2 separate regions of the Rattus norvegicus genome follow, and region 2 is linked to region 1. A link is a contact called in public Hi-C data. All regions are on one chromosome and are shown on one strand. Each heading gives the region's core, a stretch centred on a gene start, on an enhancer-like site or on the middle of the called end of the contact. The rest is flanking DNA. Distances are from core to core; before and after follow the strand shown.

Region 1 (2,700 bases), core at 119-2,618:
CAAAACTACCGGGGAAACTTCGAGCCTTAAAAGCATCAACAACCAGGCCAATAGTATCTGAAATTCCAAGTAGGATAGCCAGTCAATTATAATCGGCCATTTCTTGGAAAGATGCATTATGCTAACAGGTGCTTACAGTAGAACATGTTCCACAATTAGGAAAACCGAGGAGCACGAAGGGCTAACAACAAATCACAAACCCTAAATAGTAATGGAACTAGAAGCGCCAGTGATTTCAGATCCATTTTTCTTTGAAGTCCATCAGCAAGTCTTTAGTCTGAGGTAAATATAGCTCTCTAGAGGGCAACCTTCCAAGGACATGGGTTACAGGTTCTTCTGGTGCAAGTGAAGTTGGCCTCACTTCTCAAAAAGAGAGGAGAGGTAGAAGGAGAGAGAGAGAGAGAGAGAGAGAGAGAGAGAGAGAGAGAGAGAGGGGGGGGGGGGAGGGAGGGAGGGAGAGAGAGGGAGGGAGGGAGGGGAGAGTTACCTCCTTTTGGAGATGAGGAAATTAAAAAAAAAAAAAACCGGACATTTTAATGAGACGAATTTTTAAAAATGTCAGTCTTTAAAGCAGCAGTAGAGGAAAAGAGGTTATGGAAAGAGTGCGCATAATAATCATTAAACTAAGCCAGCTCTCAGCTCCAGCCCCGGCTCCCCCAAATCGGAGCGCCTCAGTCAGATGTCCCAAGTGGGAGAGAGAGGAAGGAGGAAGGGCGGCAACATTTAAACTGTAAACAAATCTGGCGAAGACTCCAGATTCTGGAAGTAGTCTCGGAAAGCTCTTATCGCAACTCTTTTAGGAGTCACTTCGAGAAAACCTTAAGATGACAAAGCACGAAGCGGAGGGGCGCGAGGTTCCCTCGGCCGCTGCACAGCCTCCCACGAGTGGAGGGGACAGAGCCGGGAGCCCCGATGGCGGCGGGAAAGGAACCGGCCGGGAGCAAGAACTTCCCCAGATCTAAGCCACCCAGGGCGGGACGGGAGGAAACCCGAGCGAAGGAGGAAGGAGCGCACAGCGCCCCCGCGGCTCCCACCTGGCTGCACTCCGGTTCGCTCCCGCCGGCTGGCCGGTCCCCGGCTTCTCCTCCTCTTCCTCTTCCTTGTCCCGGGAAGGGTTCCGCGGAGCGAAGAACCGAGAGAAGCTGTGCCAGGGGGCGCTGCCCCTCCTGCGGCCGCCGGACATCTCCCCGCGCGCCGCCGGGCCGTCCGCGGGCCCCGACGAGCCGCTGGCCGGAGCGCGGGTGGCCGCAGCCCTGGCTCGCTGAGCACAGCGGGAGTCAGCGCGGGCGGCCGGCGGGGCTCTTCCAGCCTGGCCGGCACGAGCGCTCCCGTGCGGCTCCTCCTCCTGCCCGCGCCCGGAGCTGCCCGCCCCCGGGAGGAGCCAGCAGCCGCGACCGCCCCGTCGGCCGTAGCTCGCAGGTCCCGGAGAAGCAGCCTGGGGATGCTAGGCTCCGGCTTCCCGCTCAAACCACCACGGCCAGCAGCCCACTTGGCTTGGCCCACACAAACTGTAAATGCCTTGCTTCCCTTCCCTAGTTAGGATCGTTTTAAAACTGGGTAATCAAGTCTGGGGAAACACCTGGCAAGATGCAGCACCAGCTTGCCTGCCCTGCAGCCCTGCAAGCAAAACACAGCCTTTCTAAGGACAGTTTCAGCCGGCAGGGGAGAGCCCATCTGTCCAGCTGTCAGCACCTTGTTTCTGCTTCAGCTGGCTCAGATGTGGAGTAACTAACTCACCCAGGTGTGCTTCAGCTCTCACCCTTCACCTATGGGCCACTCCCAGAATCCTTTTTCAAGAAATGACCCTGATCAAAAACAAATGAGTCAAGTATGACTCAAACCAGAAAACGCTGAAACAAATAGTTTTGTTGTTGCGTAGATGTTACTGTATTCTGTAAGGCCAGAGGTTCTTAACATTATAATAAAATGACTTTGTAAACAGAGTAGCAGCTAGTTCAGAAAGCACAGTGCCACATTCACCCCAGGTGTATTGTCATATTTTGTCTGAAGTCAAATTCCAGAGATACAAAATTCAAGAAAGCAGTGGGGCATTTAATCACTAAAAGTTAGGTGGGCAAATAACATGAAAATAAGGTGATATCCCTCTGTGGTTGGCCTGAAAAGTGAGGAGCTTGCAGTCTGTCAGCCCCAAGTAATCATAGTCGGTTAAGGAGCCTTCCCGCTGCCCCACAGCTACCCCTTTGAACCATTTTCATCCTTCAACTGGATCTGAAACTCACGGTAACAGAATAAGAAAAAATTAGGATAAGATAAAATTAGACAGCATTAAAAAGTTGGCCAAGCTCACATTATCTTGAAAGAGAATAAGTATTAAAGATCTACTAATCAGAAAGCCCAGAAGGATTCAAAACCAAAAACCTGAAGCAAATTCTTTCCTGCAACTTCAAGGCCTAGAGAATAATGTGTCTCCCCAAAACAAGGTTAGCTGACTACCAGCTGCCTCACCCATTTGCCCTGTGAGGAAAGCGACCCTACACCTCAACGTTGGCACAGAGGGTGCAGGCAGGAGTCTGTCTGGGGGTAAAAGTGTCTGGCAGCCAATAAGATTATGAAGCAATTCTGATTTTCAATAATACTATTTCTCTCTATTAGGTGATAGTCCAGATATTAGTATTTCTTTATAATTAGTCTCCTAGGTACATGCAGAAGTATTAGGCTCAAAACATGGAAAATTCTTCG
Region 2 (2,700 bases), core at 185-2,684, 62 kb before region 1:
TTTCTTATCATTTCTGCACTTTGTCCTCATTTCTGTTTTCCAAGGCACAGAACCAGGCACAAATAGCTTGTGCCTCAAAAAAAAAAAAAAAAAAAGAAAAAAAAAAAGAAAAAGTTTTCCCCAGAGATGCTGTAGGCGTTTATTTAGTCTTTAAAAAGGTAAACACTGAAAGAACGACCAGTTTATTACTAATGCCAAGTTTTCTATTCACTTCCAAACTGGAAGAGACAATCTACCACGACTAATTTTCTAATGAGCATCAACAAGACAGACTGAAGACTTTATTATTAAATACTTAAAATTTCAGAAAGCTGCGTGCGCTGTGATAGACTTGCCTCAGTTCCAAGTAAATGCAAGCGTTCTGTATGGTGTGAAGAGACACGCGATATGCGGTGTGGCGGTTCGGTGGGGCAAGCATTCTTGGGACTGAGGGCTATCGGCAAAGAGCGCAGCTGCGTGACCTGCACGAGTGGGTGCTGGGCAAGAGGAAGGTAAACCTGCTTACCATTTGAAGAGTCTGCAGCGATTTCATCTCTGCCGCAGAAATCTCGAAGAGCCCCTGGTCTTCCTCCAGAACTGTAGCTTGCCCCTTAAAGTTAACATCTGGGTAGGCCAGCCAACTGAACGAGGTACAAATGGTTGGTTAAAGTAGGATAATGATAGGCTATCTTGGCTGTCTACGAGGAAAAAGGACGATCAAGAAATCCCGTGATAGAATTACACTAATAAAATACACCAAAGTAACTATGAGGGGGTAGGCTAACACGTTTAAAGTATTTATAACTCATATAATCTCTACCTTCTAACTTGTTTCTGAGTATTGTGTATTAATTTCTGTTTTAGAATTTTCTTAAGACCTAAGACACGGGGCACCTTTAAGGCATGCAGACCATAACTTAAAGTTTTTGCTTGCTGGCCCACTCGTCCAGGACCCATCACTCATCACTAGGTGAGTGACATTCACTCAGCCTTTGCCTCTGGGAAGGGAGAAGGAGAAGACAGAGCAGTGACGTGGGCCTGGCGGTGGGAAGGGATCAGCAGATAAATGTTAAGATAGGAACCGCTCAGGCTCCAAAGCTGTAGATCAGAGACGTGCTTTTGTTTCTCAATCCCCAAACGCTGTTAGATAAAAAGACAATGGGATCTATCTATCTATCAGCAGGCTGTGCCTGCTCCTGGAAGTCGTTCATCAAAAGCCTTAATTGGATCTGAAGGAAGATGGAATCTGTATTAAGCCAGGGGGTAGGTAGTCTTTCTTGGGTATCCAGAAGCGTAAACAAGACCAACTAAGACTTCAGAATGCATGTGTCAAGTATTGAGACTGGAGGTAAAAACAGTTAACTTTAGTGGCCATTAATCACTACAATATAGAAAAGCTAACACATACACTCCTGACTTCACGGTGAAGGTCGAAGACTTGGGGATGTTCAGCTCTTCCAGATTGGGGATGGATCGGTGTATGTAGATGGGGCACCACCCAGGGTCAGACTTGGGGCGCAGCTCTATTTCCGGAATGCTGCAATCCTGCAGAAGAAAAACCGCCCTTGAAGTCATCTAGAGACACACGCGGGCTAGTGCTGTAAACACCCAGGACTCACGGTCACAATGATTTCATTGTGTAGTGGGATTCTCCACGAGAACAACACAGGGTGGAACTGTTAGTGCTTAAGCATGGGCTTTAAACAGTTTCTCTCAGGAGTCATGTGAATAGCCCGACAACTATATAAACATTGCGAGAAAAATTACTGTCTCTTTTTTTTTTTTGTTTTTTTTTTGTTTTTTTTTTTGGTTCTTTTTTCCGGAGCTGGGGACCGAACCCAGGGCCTTGCGCTTCCTAGGTAAGCGCTCTACCACTGAGCTAAATCCCCAGCCCCCTGTCTCTTTTTTAATGTTTTTTTTTCTTTTCTTTTTCTTTTCGGCTTCGTTTTAAAAACGCTTGTTCCACTAAGAGTGCCTCACTTACTAAAGGGTTGGAGTGCCAAAGGTCTGCAAGTCTTCCTTCTCAGAAGCATAACAAAGCCTTAAGGGAGGAAGGGACTTCAAAAAAAAAAAAAAGGCTGATCTCCTGGGGGACATTAAAAAAATAAATACAGGAGAGGCCCTGCCCCTCCAGTGTGTTTATCTGCTTTACATCAACAAAGGAGAAGGAACTGGAGGTGAGGAAAAAGGAAATGGATTTTCCTACTTGTGGGACTCTGCTTTTTTTCAGGGCAAGTTGGCTTATAAGTTATTACAGTCTTTGACTCTACCCTGGCCTTTAAAAAATGAGATACTCACTGTCAGCATGCCCCCGCACAACTTCCTTTAAAAATGACACTTGCCTAGTTCTTTTTAACCTGCTTCCACTGCTGCTGCAAACTGCAGCCATAACCCTAGGAGTCAGGCAGGAGTGCCTTTAAAGGCCCCAACTTCTCAGACCGCTCCTTCCCCTGAGACACTCCCAGGATCAGTGCACACCAGAGTGCTTTCTGGTTTTGCTTTTCCACAGTGTCAAGACCCACAGGCACTCCCCAGAGTTCTGCAGTCACACCCGGGGCCTCTCTGTTCTTTTCCACCCAACGTGGTTCTCTGGAAGTTTTATGCTCTTGATGCATCCTCTTTATAAAGGGGAATCTCTTATCATACCTAATAGTGGTGGTTAAAATATTGTCCTTTCTTAAGGGATTAGAATCACAATGATTTCTCTCTTTTCCCAAACTA

Evidence for each region. Hi-C and Micro-C count contacts between places; a contact is called where the count stands out from the background.
Region 2: a Hi-C map of frontal cortex shows a contact between it and region 1, with 2.5 times the contacts expected there. The contact joins the enhancer-like site here to the promoter of Crybg3 in region 1. A contact is called at or near these places in 9 of 12 Hi-C or Micro-C datasets (the A7r5 cell line, the Rat2 cell line, Schwann cells and 6 more).

The regions. Positions count from the first base shown.
Region 1 is chr11:54,217,067-54,219,766 of GRCr8, reverse strand. Crybg3 (crystallin beta-gamma domain containing 3) reads right to left here and starts at 1,368. Exons shown (of 22, transcript XM_213639.11): 1 at 1,035-1,368. The coding sequence starts at 1,183.
Region 2 is chr11:54,279,400-54,282,099 of GRCr8, reverse strand. Crybg3 (crystallin beta-gamma domain containing 3) reads right to left here. Exons shown (of 22, transcript XM_213639.11): 8 at 1,388-1,524; 9 at 506-620. Among named protein-coding and RNA genes, the nearest start is that of Crybg3, 62 kb to the right of the region's middle. Within about 2 kb of position 1,434, at least 32 of the 93 cell types and tissues checked have an H3K27ac peak or open chromatin away from gene starts, as enhancers often do.